Linked DNA regions of Mus musculus: all the other regions are linked to region 1. A link is a contact called in public HiChIP or PLAC-seq and promoter capture Hi-C data. All regions are on one chromosome and are shown on one strand. The core of a region is the stretch at or near the end of the contact, and the rest is flanking DNA. Distances in the headings are between cores, read along the strand shown. Region 1 holds the start of Map2k6 (mitogen-activated protein kinase kinase 6). Region 2 holds the start of Amz2 (archaelysin family metallopeptidase 2). Region 3 holds the start of Wipi1 (WD repeat domain, phosphoinositide interacting 1). Region 4 holds the start of Kcnj2 (potassium inwardly-rectifying channel, subfamily J, member 2).

Region 1 (3,203 bases), core at 521-3,020:
GAGGCAGGAGGATTACAGATTCAGACTCTGTCTGTGTTACAGACTGGGTTCAAAGGCCAACCTGAGTAACTCAGCTAGATCCTGCCTCAAAAGGAAAAAATAAAAAAATAAAAACCAAACCAGGGCTGTGGCTTATTGGTAGCTTGCAAGCCTGGAATGCCTAAGGCCCTAGATTCAATCTCCAGCATTGCAGGGACAGGGGTGGGGAGGGGGCAAGGGTGGGGCGGAGGGGGGGGGGAGGAGAGGACACATGGTAGCTTTCTCTCTGATTCCGGCATTACTCAGATGGTCCTGGCTTCCTAGAATTCTTAATACAATTCCAGACATTTTCATTAGCAGCCCTCACACATGAATCTTCTCTCAAAGTGGCTCTTGTGGCTTTCCACAATTGACCTGACCTATCTCTAGCCTCTCCCAGTTCCAACCCACCTAGATCACTAAGGGAAAATTTACATTCTTAAAGCAATGCTTTGATTAAGTTCCCCGGTTTCAAAACCATTTATCTCCACCCTCGAGCTTCTGAGTTAAGGCCAAGCTGTTAAAGCCCTGTAATAATCCCGCACACCCAGTATATTCTGACCACCACCACGCTTGTATACAAGGCAACCTGGTACTCTCAGTGTCCCAGGAATGGACAGGTGGCCCTTACTCCCCCACTGATTTGCCTATAGATCAGATGCCTGAAACCACCGTTCCCTCCCTATTCGCTCTGAAAGAACATTCCTGAAGGTGTTCTACTAGGCGCAATGGAAGCCAAGCCCGAGCTCTCTGCCTCGAAATGAAGTGGGTGGGAAAGGGGTGGAGGTGAGGGTGGGGGTGTTGCGATTTGTACCCCTTTCAGGGAAGGTTTGCATCTCCAACTGCCCAGTGAAGCGGGAGGCTTTCCCCCACCAAGACACAGTCCAGCTCTAGGCTCAAGCACTGCAGGAAAAAGGAAAAATCCAAAGCCTGGGAAGATGCCTAGCAAACTCTGGACTTCCAACAAACATCTCTTGATGGTATTGAAAAACATTCAAGATAGTAGACTTTATTCACGTAAGGTTACTGTTCTCCACCAGCCGCCCTTTCTTCTCAAGGCCAGGGACTTTTTCCTTCATCCCCGCCTGCCTCAGGCAAGAAAAAAAAAAAATCAAATACCTTAATTTTGATTAAAATTGGCCTTTGATATATATGAAACAAATTTTCCTGTCTAACTGTGTAAGAAATGAGAAACTTCGTAAATCTCTCTTCCTTAATCCCTATCCAGCATTGAAATTCTGCTTTCTTGAAAAGAACTGACCTGGATCGCTTCTTATTAAAAAAAAAAAAAAAAAAAAAAAAACTTTGTATCTTGTCTGAAGAGTCAAATCACCCCAAAAATCTCCATTCAAGAAAAATGTTTGTTGTGAAATGAGATGTCAGGGTGAACGGTCTACAGACAGAGCAGTTCACAGATACTGAGCCGGTTTAAAAAAAAAAAAGCCACATTGAACCCCCAATTAGACCTTAGTCTAGGGGTGCCAAAAGCGTCTTCGCTACCCCTGTGCTCTCTAAGCTGTTGATTCAGGGGTTTTTCTAGAACAGAAAAAGCCTCCTATCATGGACCGCGCTGTTTGTCACCCTTCCCTTACTAAAGAGTGTACGTGCGATGTTTATCTGAGATCTCTGTCGCGCTTAGTCAGTCATCTAGCTCAGCCACCTACAGGAGCACGTTTCCTTAAATCAGAGACGCGTGGACTCTACAGGAGAACTACACTACCCAGCAGGCCTCGCGCCTTTCGCAGGAAGGACGTCTGCGCACTAAGATACTCAGTTCCAAGTTTGGAGCTTTTAGCTGCCAGCCCTGGCCCATCATGTAGCTGCAGCACAGCCTTCCCTAACGTTGCAACTGGGGGAAAAATCACTTTCTAGACTGTTTTGCAAGGTGTGCAATTCCACCTTGACTCCCTGAAAGTCCATCTGCTGCATCGGTCAAGAGAAACTCCACTTGCATGAAGATTGCACGCCTGCAGCTTGCATCTTTGTTGCAAAACTAGCTACAGAAGAGAAGCAAGGCAAAGTCTTTTGTGCTCCCCTCCCCCATCAAAGGAAAGGGGAAAATGTCTCAGTCGAAAGGTAAGAGACTGTTTGCATTAGTTGCAAAAAATGCAAAGGCTTATGCATGCATTCGTGAATGCATGGATGCAATTTTCGCCCGGCGATTGCATTTTTAAGTTTGAGGTTTGCCACAGCTCAGTTGCATTTCCTGTTTAGTGTGTGTCTTTTTCTTTCTTTCTTCCTTTCTTTTCCTTTTCTTTCCTTTTCTTTTCCTTTTCTTCTCCTTTTCTTTTCTTTCTTTTCTTTTCTTTTTTCTTTTTTTGCAGACACAGAGAGTTCCTGTAAGGCAGGGCTTGCAGTTGAGCTGTGCATTGACATTATTTGCATTCTTCTGCTAGGATTACCGAGCCTTTCTGCCTTTTGCACGGTCAGGAGAGATATAGCAGGTTGGTAGCGTCCAAATGTGCAATGCTTTATATAATAGTACATTTCTTTAGTATGCACGCATATTCACAGTAATTTTGTGTGCAACAGGAATCCAAACTTTCAAAAAGTCTCAGAGGTGAAGATGAAAGGCAAACCTCGCTTTAAACTAGCAGGAAATTTCTGTGATCTTCTATTCTTTGGGGGGAAGGAACCACTGCGGTGGCAGCATTCAGCTTACATTTTTATTGATTTCGCTGTGGACATTAGGCAACTTTTGATTTTTTAAGGGAAGTAAAGGTGAAGTCTGGAGAGCAGTGTATTATTATTATTATTTAAAAAAAAAAGTCTTGCTCTTCCGAGGTTTTATACTTTGTATCAGTTGCTTGCAGAGGGGAAGACCTCAATGTGTTGGCCATTTGGAAGATGCTTTTGTGTGTGGGGGAGGATTTCAGGGGGTGAGCGTGTTTGTGAGCATTAGAGCAAACCTGAGACTTTACTGTCTCATTGGCAACTACAGTGAAATCTTCTAAGTGTGTAACTGCATAGACTTGGTCAGAAGTTCAGGACTATGGTTGCCTTCTTTTTCTTTTTCAAATTTAATTAAAAAAATGTTTTGTAAGGTTGTATTTTGCAAACTTACTGATGTTCTGTAGAGGGAACTAAAAAAAAAAAAAAAAAAAAAAAAAAGTCCTGCATGGAGAAACTGCAGAGCTGCTTAGGTGCCTGCTGGAAGACCTTTAATGGCTTGTTTCGAGAGCAAT
Region 2 (3,203 bases), core at 507-3,006, 970 kb before region 1:
GGGTTTAAAAGTATGCACCACGCATCTGCCATGTTATGTGATGAAAGAAAGAAAGAAAGAAAGAAAGAAAGAAAGAAAGAAAGAAAGAAAGAAAGAAAGAGAAAAGAGTGACACATTTAACAATGGGTGTGATTATGCATACTTGTGATCCTACCACCCCAGAGGCTGAGGCAGGAGATAGTTGTGAATCTGTGGCCAGCCTAGGCTATCTAGTAAGTTTCAGGTCAGATGTGGTGCTGGACTGAGTAGGGAAGAATTCACCTAGATGATGTAAACTGCAAAGCCTACTGTGCATCCTCTGGCTACACGGGACCATGAATAATTTCTGATTATTGGCAGGACTATTTGTCTGCAATGATATGGATTAGTTATTCTGAAATTACCCTCAGTGCATATTGTACCACAGAGCAGTTAAATGCAGAAGTAAATTATGAATAGTGGGAGACAGACTTTTCATTAGTATGGAAGGGAGTGCACACAGAAAAATGGAAAGCAGGAACCTTGTGGTGTTAGACTGCAATCAGAGTGATTGGTAGGAATTCCCAGTGTAGGTGTCCTGTGACTACTTAGAAAAAATTGCTTGTTTAGAAGCATGCTCTGGAGTATTTACACTAAAGGGGCATCATGTCTACAGCTGATTAAAAATGTCCCGGGAGAAAAAAATGGTCAGGTTGTTGGGGAGTGACCTCATGGGAGGAGAAAGAGGATCAGAGGGGGTCCTGGGGAAATATAACCGAAGTATGAAAATTTGAAAGAATATACATGTATGTGTCTCTCTCTGTATGTGTGTATACAGTGCTCAGAAGTCAGACACAGGAACATTCTCTGCTACATAGTGAGTTCAAGGCCAGCCTTGACAGGAGACCCTCCCCAAATAAGCCACTTTTGTCAACTTGGTAAGGGCAGTAAGGACAACATATATGAGCCTTGTTATAATAACTGGGCAAGGATAATTAGAGCAGTGTGCACAAGGCAAGAAGAGAGCAAAAAGTTTGGGGGTTGGGTAGGAAGAAGGGTACAGACATGTGGGGTATGCAGTCTTTAACTTCCAAGGATGAGAGGATGTTGATAAAATAGTGGCATCATCCCCTTGTTTGACCTTCCTGGGGCCAGAAGCGCCCAGAGATGCAAAAGGATTGAATAGGTATATGCTGGGGGCGGGGATCAGGAGATCTGGCCCTGGGGTTTCCCCTTCCAGAGTCTCCTGGGGGTCCGAGCTCTAAGCTCTTAGTTCCCCAAGTACCAAAGGCAACCCTATGCCCCACGCCCTAGGATGCAGCCCTGCTTCCTGACAGCGGTGAGGCCGCGACAGTCGGGCAAACCGACTAAGAAGGGAAAGTCCAAGCGGGTGATGTGTCAAGCCGCGGACACGGCTGACTTATTTGGACCCAGTGGTTAAATTACTCAGGCTCAGCCCACGGCAGGTGGTTCCGTGACCCTGCACCGCCCGCGAGGAGCGGGTCGCGGCGCCCCCGTGAGGGCCGACGCGAAACAGCGACGACTGGGGACTGTCCGACACTACATCGCCCCCTTACTACTTTAGTCAACCACACACAGCGTGAGTGTTGTGAAATGGACAGAGGTCACGCCTTCGGGGCGGGGTTACAGCACATGGGCGGGGCCTTTCTGGAGGAGTGGGGCGGGCTCAGTGTTTGGAGGAGGAGCCTTAGGAGGGAAGAGCGCAGATAGGAGGCGGGGCGACGATTGAGGGGCGGGAAGACGGGTCTTGCTAGTGGGCGGTGTGGGCGGGGCATGCGTGAAAGGGTGAGGTGCGTCCGCGCGAGGCGCATGCGTGCTAGGACCACCGTGGCAGCTTGAGGGCGGCCTAGAGGCCTGTCCGGGTGAGGGTGGTATGAGGAACCGTCAGGGCTGGGCAGGGGAGGAGGAGGAAGGTGTTGATCGTTGGGGAGGAGCGGATGTGGTGGGAGGGATGGCTGCGGCGGAAGCAGAGGGGACCTCGGGGGCAGGATGTCTCTTGGGAACAACGCGGGCCTTTCCGGTTGCTCCCTGGGTAGAAGACGCGAACTCTGAGTTCCGGGGAGGCCCCCCACTTTTGACTCAAGCAGAGACTGGGTGGCGTCTGCACCGGCCGTGCAAGTTGCTATGGGCAACCAGCTAGCACGTCTGGCGAGACCCACTTGGCGGGAGATGTTCCGGTTATAGAACCGAAGCATCTTAGGCCCCCGGTCCCTGCAGTGACTGTACGATGGCTCCCTGCACACTTCTTCAGCGACACCATCCACGTTGGACTAGGATGTGGAGGCCTTCTGACTTTCCACTCTGTCTCTTTTATTAGGGTGAAGGCCACACCCCTTTGCCAGACATGCATTGTCCTTAGAAAAACATAAATGGAAAAACAGCAGCTGGAGATTTCTCCTTTATAAAGGTAGGTAGACTGAATGGGGCCATGGTGATTTATTTTTTTTTTCTTTTTAAATTTCATCCTGTAAAAATAAAATCTCAGCCCAGATGTGCAGTACCGAGATGAGCTACACTCAGCGTAGTCTCTAGGATCCTTTCTAGTCAGTGTCACCCTCTTGAGCTCCAGAATTCAGAAGTTCACTGAGCACAGCAGTTAGCTTAAATTTCAAAATCAGTCGTTAATAAACTGAGAAATACAGAGAAACCCTGTCCCACCCCCCAACCCACCCCCAAAACAAAGCAGAACAAAAAACCAGCCAACCAACCAAACAAACAAAAATGGAAAAGGCCCTCAATTAGAAAACACAAACTAAATGGACAGAAACATTCATCTTTTTTTTCTTTTCTCACTCAAAAAGCGTCTGCTTGGTATGAAGGATGAACGTGCCACGTAGGGACTTGATAGGAATGGGGAAAGTCCTGTCACCATGAGTATGGCGTCTCATTGGTCATCTTAGATCTACCCCCGTGTCTTATGGCTGACAAGGTAAGCGTAAGGGGCTGAGATGGATCTTGCCAACCTGCAGTTAAATAACAGAACCATTACTCTTTTCCTTATTGAATATCTTTGAGTGACACTGGAAGGGATGCCGTTGATCCTGTGGACAAAGTGAGTCAGCTCAAAATATTATGATTGTTTTCAAATGACAGAGGACGTTGGGCATCAGTAGGATTTAAGAGTCACCGCTAGCCAGGCAGTGGTGGTGCACACGTTTAATCCCAGCACTTGGGAGGCAGAGGCAGGCGGATTTCTGAGTTCAAGACCAGCCTGGTCTACAGAG
Region 3 (3,203 bases), core at 249-2,748, 790 kb before region 1:
TCATCCTCCTCTACTAGGGAACTTGAGGCTGTCCGGATTACATGAGACAACGTTAAAACCAAGCAAGAACAAAATCCCAAGAAAATGCCACAAGGTACCCCACTTAATAGTTTGTGCATATTACATATCTATGGCTATGGGGAGATGTTGTAAGATGTACTTTTTTATTGTGGGTTGTGGTCAGAGGCAGCCTGAGAGTCACTCATGTAGCCAAGCTGTCGAATTACTGGATTATATGATTACACACACAGATTTTTCAAACAAAGACATATTGTTCAGAGCAGGGGTTTTTCAAACAGAAACACAAAGGGAATGAAAACCAGGGCTGCTTATGGCCTTAATTACACCAACGAATGAATGTTCAATATTAGCACAGTTCAGCTAGCAGCAGCCAAGGCACAAGCCTGAAGCTGAGCCCAAACCAGGAACAGAGCAGAAACTGGTACAGCCGGAAGTGGGACACTGGGAAGTGGTCATCCCTGCCCTGATGCTTCAGGGCTCCACATTCCAAAGAGATTAATCCATATGGTCCCCAGGCTGGCTTGCACAAAAACAGGGAAGAAAACAGTAGCTTGTGTCTTAAGATTCAATCCTGCAGATGCCTAGAACTCAGGCAAGCAATCCCTTGTTTATGGACCAAAGTCTAAACGTTGACCATCATAGTGAAACATTAAAAAGCCACTTAAAAGCAACAGGGTGGAGCGCCTGCTTCAGGGATGGGAAGCTGTCTGGGGCAGAGAAAGGGCTCCTGAGCTTCCAGGAGATTCCTGGGACTGGGTGGACAGCGAGTAAACACAGAAAGGCAAATAAAGAAAAGCTTCCTACGGCCAAAGAGACCAGCCAAGATGCCCAGTGCTGGGGCTGGTCGGGCCACAGGGATAGACTGACTGTTTGTCCGAGGCCCTGCCCAAATGCCACGTTGAGATACTCAAGGACAAATGGTAAAGTTTTTCTTCATCTTTCCGACTCTCTGCATCCTCCCTCTTGAGTCAAGTTGCACATTCCTCCCTTCCCTCACCTTTGTTTTGGTCCCTGATCTCCCTTTCGGTCACTAGGTGGCCCACACCAAGTCCCTCCCCCACATTCAAGGTCCCCCCTCCGCCCTCCTTGCTGACTTGTTTGGGTCACCCTAGCCGGCTCTTTCTGGCAGGCGCTGGCTGGCAGTCGTCTGGGTGGGCTCAAACCCCTACAGCCGAGCAACGCCGCGACACAGGCTGCCCTGCCGAGGTACCATCGGCGCGCAGGCCCCGGCTAGCCACCAGTTGCGTTACAGGACAACACCCTTTGGTGGCGACATTCTGTCCCCCACTTCCCTGGCCAGGGGGCTGGCGCCGTGGCTTACGTGCAGTCTTGGTTGAAAGAGAAGCAGCTGAGCGCCGCCTCCACTCGGCCCGGAGGGGCATCTGCGGCTTCGGCCTCCATCGGGGGCTCGACCCGAGAAGCCGCAGCTCTGAGCGGGGGACAGCCACCTCAGCAGCCCGCCCGCGCCGGCTCCGTGGGCCGGCTTGCCGCGTCGGTCCCGCCCCGGGCTCGCCTCCAGACAGACCCCGCCCACTCAGATACCACTTAGCTCCGCCCCTCCATCGTAAGACCCCGCCCTTACACGATTCCCATTTAGCTCCGCCCCACTCCAAACCCCCGCCCCTCCTTCAGAGAATCGGCTGGGTCCTAAAACAGCCAGGCCACGCCCCTGCCTCAAGTACCGCCCCTCTCGGCTCTAGCCCTGCCTGGGACCTTCAGGACCCGCCCTACACATTTCCCACTTAGCCTCGCCCTCTCCACTTCGGGCACCTAGCCCCACCCCCTCACAGCCCTAGCTCCGCCCTGAGCCAACCAGGCCCCGCCCCGAGCCTCCTTCTACCTAGCTTGGTAGCCCCGCCCCCTCTCCAGGCCGTCTCTGTCCCCACCCCGCCTCTTTATCACTGGGAACAGAACTGCTGACCGAACAGAGCCTTCCGCAGACAGCCAGGATTGGCCACCAACTCTTTTAGTCAATCAATAGGGCTAGTGGGCGGGACAGCTGTTGACGACCCGCCCCCTAGTCGGAGAAACCGTTTGCCATTGGCCGAAGGTGCGCGAGGCAAAGGCAGCAGGCCACGTGGTGGTGTTTTCATTGCCAGAGCGTCCAGAGGGTGAGGAGGAGGAGTGGAGCTTCAGGCTTCAAGCCTGCCTTAGCGTCGGAGACAACGCCAAGGAGGCGGGCGGACGCCTGCTTCCTTGCCCGCCCGCTAAGCTTACAGCAGTTGTAGTTGAAATCAGTAGACATCAAAGTCCAGCCGTTTTGGAGAGCCCTTAAGCTTCTCGGAAAAAGATCCCCAGCCGATTAAGAAGCCACATACAGCCCCACAGTTGAGAAAGAGCTCTTGCTAACCCCGACCCTTACATTAACAATATTACCTTGGTATGTTCCTACCCGATTTACTGAAAACCCGGTTAAAGCACTGGCTAGACTATATTATCTAAAACCAACAATACACAGCGGCATGTGAAAGGGTCTTCTTTCAGGACTTGTTATCATACAACTTTGCTCAGCAGTATTTGACCAGACATTCGATTTGTATAGAAAGGAGAGAAACTAGAATACTGTACAAGACAGTACAGCTTGAAGCTCATGTCGTTTGAGATGCATTCTGAAGCAAACTGGAGATTTGCTTCCCAAGCTTGTATACAATTGGTTGTGAGGTGCCTGGTGTGGGTTCTGGGGAACAGAATTCCGCTCATCAGTAAAAACACTGCTGAGCCATCTCTACAGCCTCTGAAATCTTCATCATCGCCATTATTATTACTATGATGATAATGGTGTCACAGTTCTGTAGATTGTGGCAATTCGGTTCATATCCAGCCACCTTGTTTATTATTTATTTATTTTGGATACATTGTCTCAAGCTATAGTCCACCGATCCTCAAGCACTTGGTAACTGATCCTCCTTCCTTGGCTTCCCAGGTCATAGGATCATGGGGTGAACCATCATACTCAGCCATGTTTCCCCAATTCCTGATGAAATGATACATAACATGTACGGATGTTTAGAATGGATGAACAAGAGAGCCTGTTTTGCATAAACTTTTCTTATTGGTTGGTTCTCCTGTTTGGGTTTTCCCAGATAAAATGTAACAGTTTACTTTCTCAAGTCCAATGCTCTGTCGACTCACAGATCTGGCCCGGATGATTGCTATAATCCAACCCCAGAGTAAAGAATTGC
Region 4 (3,203 bases), core at 509-3,008, 670 kb after region 1:
AAGAAAAAAAAATCAATGAGCTGTTAACTCCTTTTCTATGCCTTGGTCAAGGAAGAGTTAACGTTTTCCGTCTCTGGATTCATTTCGCTTCAGGCTACAACCTGGGTTCTAATATAGTCATCTTTGCAGATTTAACCCAAGCTATTTATAAATAATATATGACTTAATATATGATAAAGAAGACTTTCCTTGTGGGAAAAAATATCCCATTATACAAGGGCTTAAATGGCAACCCTCAGTATTGGGGCTTGATGGGGATTCAGCCTCAGCAAATGAAATGCCATTTGGATATCAAAAGAGTCCCAGGGCTTTCATGATCCATTCTGCACCCTCTTAAGTGTATTGCTCATGCTAGGAAAAGAGGCAGGCTTCTTAAGGTAAAATGAAAATCTATGCACATTTCACCAGCACCTCCTAGGGGCCAAGTGCGGATGTGGGACTAGGAGGTGGGTATCCACTCAGCAGCTCAGAACGGCTCCTTTCAACACTCGTACACATAAAAGTGTGCCCTGCTCCTACCACCTAGAACGCGAAATATTTTGTAGAGGTTGTTTGGTGACTCAAGGCAGTCTTTACGGGCTTAAGTTAAAGGTAGGCAGATGCTTTGGGGTGCTTGAAGCATATTCATTAAACCGGACTGCAAAACTCCGTGGAAGATAAAAGACTCCTAAACGCATCATGTCATTTTAAAAGCAAAGCTTCGCTACGATACCAATGTACTCAGAGATAACATGCACCTGCTTTACACACTCAGTGGAGAATTCATTTATAAATTGTCAGGATGCAGGTGCTAACCGAGGCTGGTTTTTGAAGGTCTGCAGTACTCTTGCCTGGTTGCTGGGAAGGAGGACGGGGAGGCGCTGGAGCGAGGGCAGAGCTGAGAGTCTGTAGGAGTTGCTGTTCCAGAGAATTCATTACTCTCTAATTGTTCTGGTTTTACATGAGCAGAGCTTGCCGGGCGGTGGTGGAGAGAAAGATCGAGGGCGAGGGCGGACAAGGCGAAAGGAACCAGCGGCTCCCTCCCTTCCCCCACACATCCCAGAGAAGTCTAGGCGCATTTTTTTTCTTTTTTTTTTTTTTGTAAGTAATTCACCATCATTTGCGAGGAGAAACGGCCCAGTCAGACAAGCAATCGCTAGCACATCTAAATTTTGCAGGGTATTGAGTGCGGGTCCCGGGACCCTTTCCAGGTTTAATTTAAGGATTATCCGCAAGCTGCAGTTGAGTGCTCTGTGGGTTTCCACAGTCTACAGGCTGGAAAAGGGCTGGAGGGAGACGCACCCCAGTGGTTATTTATTCCCTCCCTGCTGTAGACGTCTTTCCCAGGCACTGACACCTCTCGGGCCCTTATACAGGAACACGTACAGCCGGCCTCCACTGTGGAAAGAAACCGGGAAGTGTGGGTCTCACAGAACCCAGTAGGAAGCTTTGCCCAAGGCCAGGCTGCAATTAGGCAGCCGCATGGAGGCTGAGCTTCCCACCTGTTGCTGTACCCTCTGGGCCGCGACTTCCTCCTCCTCAGCCCAGAGCTGGACTCTCAGACCAGGCTAGGCAGCTGGAGGAGGTAGAGGAAGCCACAGCAGGTTCCGAGGCTGGCAGAGCCAGGGTCCGCGGGTGTAGAGATCCTCCTCCTCCTCCTCCTGATGGCGGTTCCCGGGGCGGGGGAAGCGCAGCCACGTGCGCTCCGATTGGCCAACAGTGGGCAGAGGGCGGAGCCAACAAGGCCGGTTATCACAAGGACCGCCTCCAGGCTATCGCAGAGCGCACTGGAGCCCTGGCCAGCGCGCAGCCTTCCCAGCACCGGCAAGCAGTGTCTTGGGAATTCTCACTTGCTTCGGCTCATTCTCTTTCACAAAAACCACTGGATCTTACATGCTTCTGTAATCCCCACTTCCACTCCATGTCCCCATGATCCTGTACCAGCAACAGGTAAGGGCTTCTGTGTTTTCTTCCTGTTCTCTTCTGGGTTGTCTGTGTGTGTCCAGGGCAATGAACTTGCTCCACAGTCCTCTACCCTACAGCTCCGGCTGCTCCGGAGGTGCCCAGTTGTCAGGCTGCTGTTAATGCTTTCCTCCCGCAAGCTTTGGAGTCCCGGCTCATTGCCTATATAGTTTGTGTGCGCACCAGAACATCCTCAGAGCTAAAAATACTGAGACACGCTTGGAAGAGTTGAGCAATAGAAACAGATTTCTCTGCAGCATCTGTTTGTGCTCATAACTTCCAATGCACCAGCTGTAGGGAGATATTGGGTTTAGAGTCAAGCGCGAGCCTGGCGTGGATTCTTCCTCTTATTGCGGGTGAGAGGGAGGAAGAGAAGGAGACTGGGGCTTGATCGGACCAAGAGACTTAGCACTTAATCTAGATCCTTGGTGTTTGGGGAGGGGGAGTCCTTGCTACAGATACAGCACAAAATTCCAGAGTGAGCTTCTCAAGTCTCAAAGTTCCTTTGCTGAGAAAAAAAGGAAAAAAGTAGCAGCCAGAGTTGGATTTTAGCTTCAAGACCGCAAAACTTTCCCATCCGATGTCGGTCTCCCCTAAGTACTTTGCTATTCTTAGTAATAATGGTGTAAATTCCTCATTTGAAGACAGTGTGGTTTAAGGGAAGCAATGATCGAAGCAACTTGATTCAGGGAGGAAAACGACTGCATCATAACTAGTACTCCTATGACAGTTGAGGGAAAAACCAAGTTAGGAAATGGGTAGTCGCACGTCCGTCTGCTTCAGTCTGTCAGTGGAGATTTGGATGAGGTTATCCATTCTAGAGATTTTCACAAACTCCGAAGATACCTGGCAGTAAATAAAGGCATTGCTTGAAAACCTGTTTTGGTTAAGCACAGAAGAGAATTAATATATCTCCTTTAATCATTTGTTGTCTTTTCCTATTAATAATTAATAGGCAGTCGTATTTCCTCTTGGAAACCAGCTCTGTAGGTGCACTGTGAGCTACCATTACACTTGTCTTTCTCTTCTTACCCACATCTAAGGGTTTTATTTTTATTTTCATTACATAGTTGAGTACACACACACACACACACACACACACTCACTTCCCAACGCTCAGGAGAAAAATAGGTTACTTCAAGTATGGTGGGAACAGTGACAGTCAGGGTCAAGGTCATCTCAATTTGTTTTGTGCCTCTCACTTCATATTGTGGTATTTATTTTGTTACATGATTGACAGCTGTAAAGGATCTTGTTTTGCA

What was found. Promoter capture Hi-C pulls out the DNA fragments that hold promoters and counts their contacts. HiChIP or PLAC-seq counts read pairs in DNA pulled down with a chosen protein or histone mark.
Region 2: a contact with region 1 is called in an Esrrb HiChIP or PLAC-seq map of embryonic stem cells, with 45 times the contacts expected there. The contact joins the promoter of Amz2 here to the promoter of Map2k6 in region 1. A contact is called at or near these places in 1 of 39 promoter capture datasets (embryonic stem cells), 3 of 115 datasets of contacts at active chromatin or transcription factors (astrocytes, embryonic stem cells and pancreatic cancer cells) and 2 of 9 other capture datasets (adipose tissue and liver).
Region 3: a promoter capture Hi-C map of pre-B cells shows a contact between it and region 1, with 2.5 times the contacts expected there. The contact joins the promoter of Wipi1 here to the promoter of Map2k6 in region 1. A contact is called at or near these places in 3 of 39 promoter capture datasets (the 3T3-L1 cell line, the C10 cell line and pre-B cells) and 1 of 115 datasets of contacts at active chromatin or transcription factors (pancreatic cancer cells).
Region 4: a contact with region 1 is called in an H3K27ac HiChIP or PLAC-seq map of microglia, with 10 times the contacts expected there. The contact joins the promoter of Kcnj2 here to the promoter of Map2k6 in region 1. A contact is called at or near these places in 9 of 39 promoter capture datasets (the C10 cell line, cranial neural crest, embryonic stem cells and 5 more), 3 of 484 Hi-C or Micro-C datasets (ECoMG myeloid progenitors, LSK cells and cerebral cortex), 10 of 115 datasets of contacts at active chromatin or transcription factors (the SCID.adh cell line, astrocytes, bone marrow-derived macrophages and 4 more) and 3 of 9 other capture datasets (adipose tissue, liver and macrophages).

The regions. Positions count from the first base shown.
Region 1 is chr11:110,397,332-110,400,534 of GRCm38.p6, forward strand. It overlaps Map2k6 (mitogen-activated protein kinase kinase 6), which reads left to right and starts at 1,771. Exons shown (of 12, transcript NM_011943.3): 1 at 1,771-2,094. The coding sequence starts at 2,079.
Region 2 is chr11:109,424,190-109,427,392 of GRCm38.p6, forward strand. It overlaps Amz2 (archaelysin family metallopeptidase 2), which reads left to right and starts at 1,757. Exons shown (of 9, transcript NM_025275.4): 1 at 1,757-1,841; 2 at 2,297-2,386; 3 at 2,781-2,908. The coding sequence starts at 2,897.
Region 3 is chr11:109,609,891-109,613,093 of GRCm38.p6, forward strand. Wipi1 (WD repeat domain, phosphoinositide interacting 1) reads right to left here and starts at 1,499. Exons shown (of 13, transcript NM_145940.2): 1 at 1,343-1,499. The coding sequence starts at 1,422.
Region 4 is chr11:111,064,406-111,067,608 of GRCm38.p6, forward strand. Kcnj2 (potassium inwardly-rectifying channel, subfamily J, member 2) reads left to right here and starts at 1,759. Exons shown (of 2, transcript NM_008425.4): 1 at 1,759-1,929.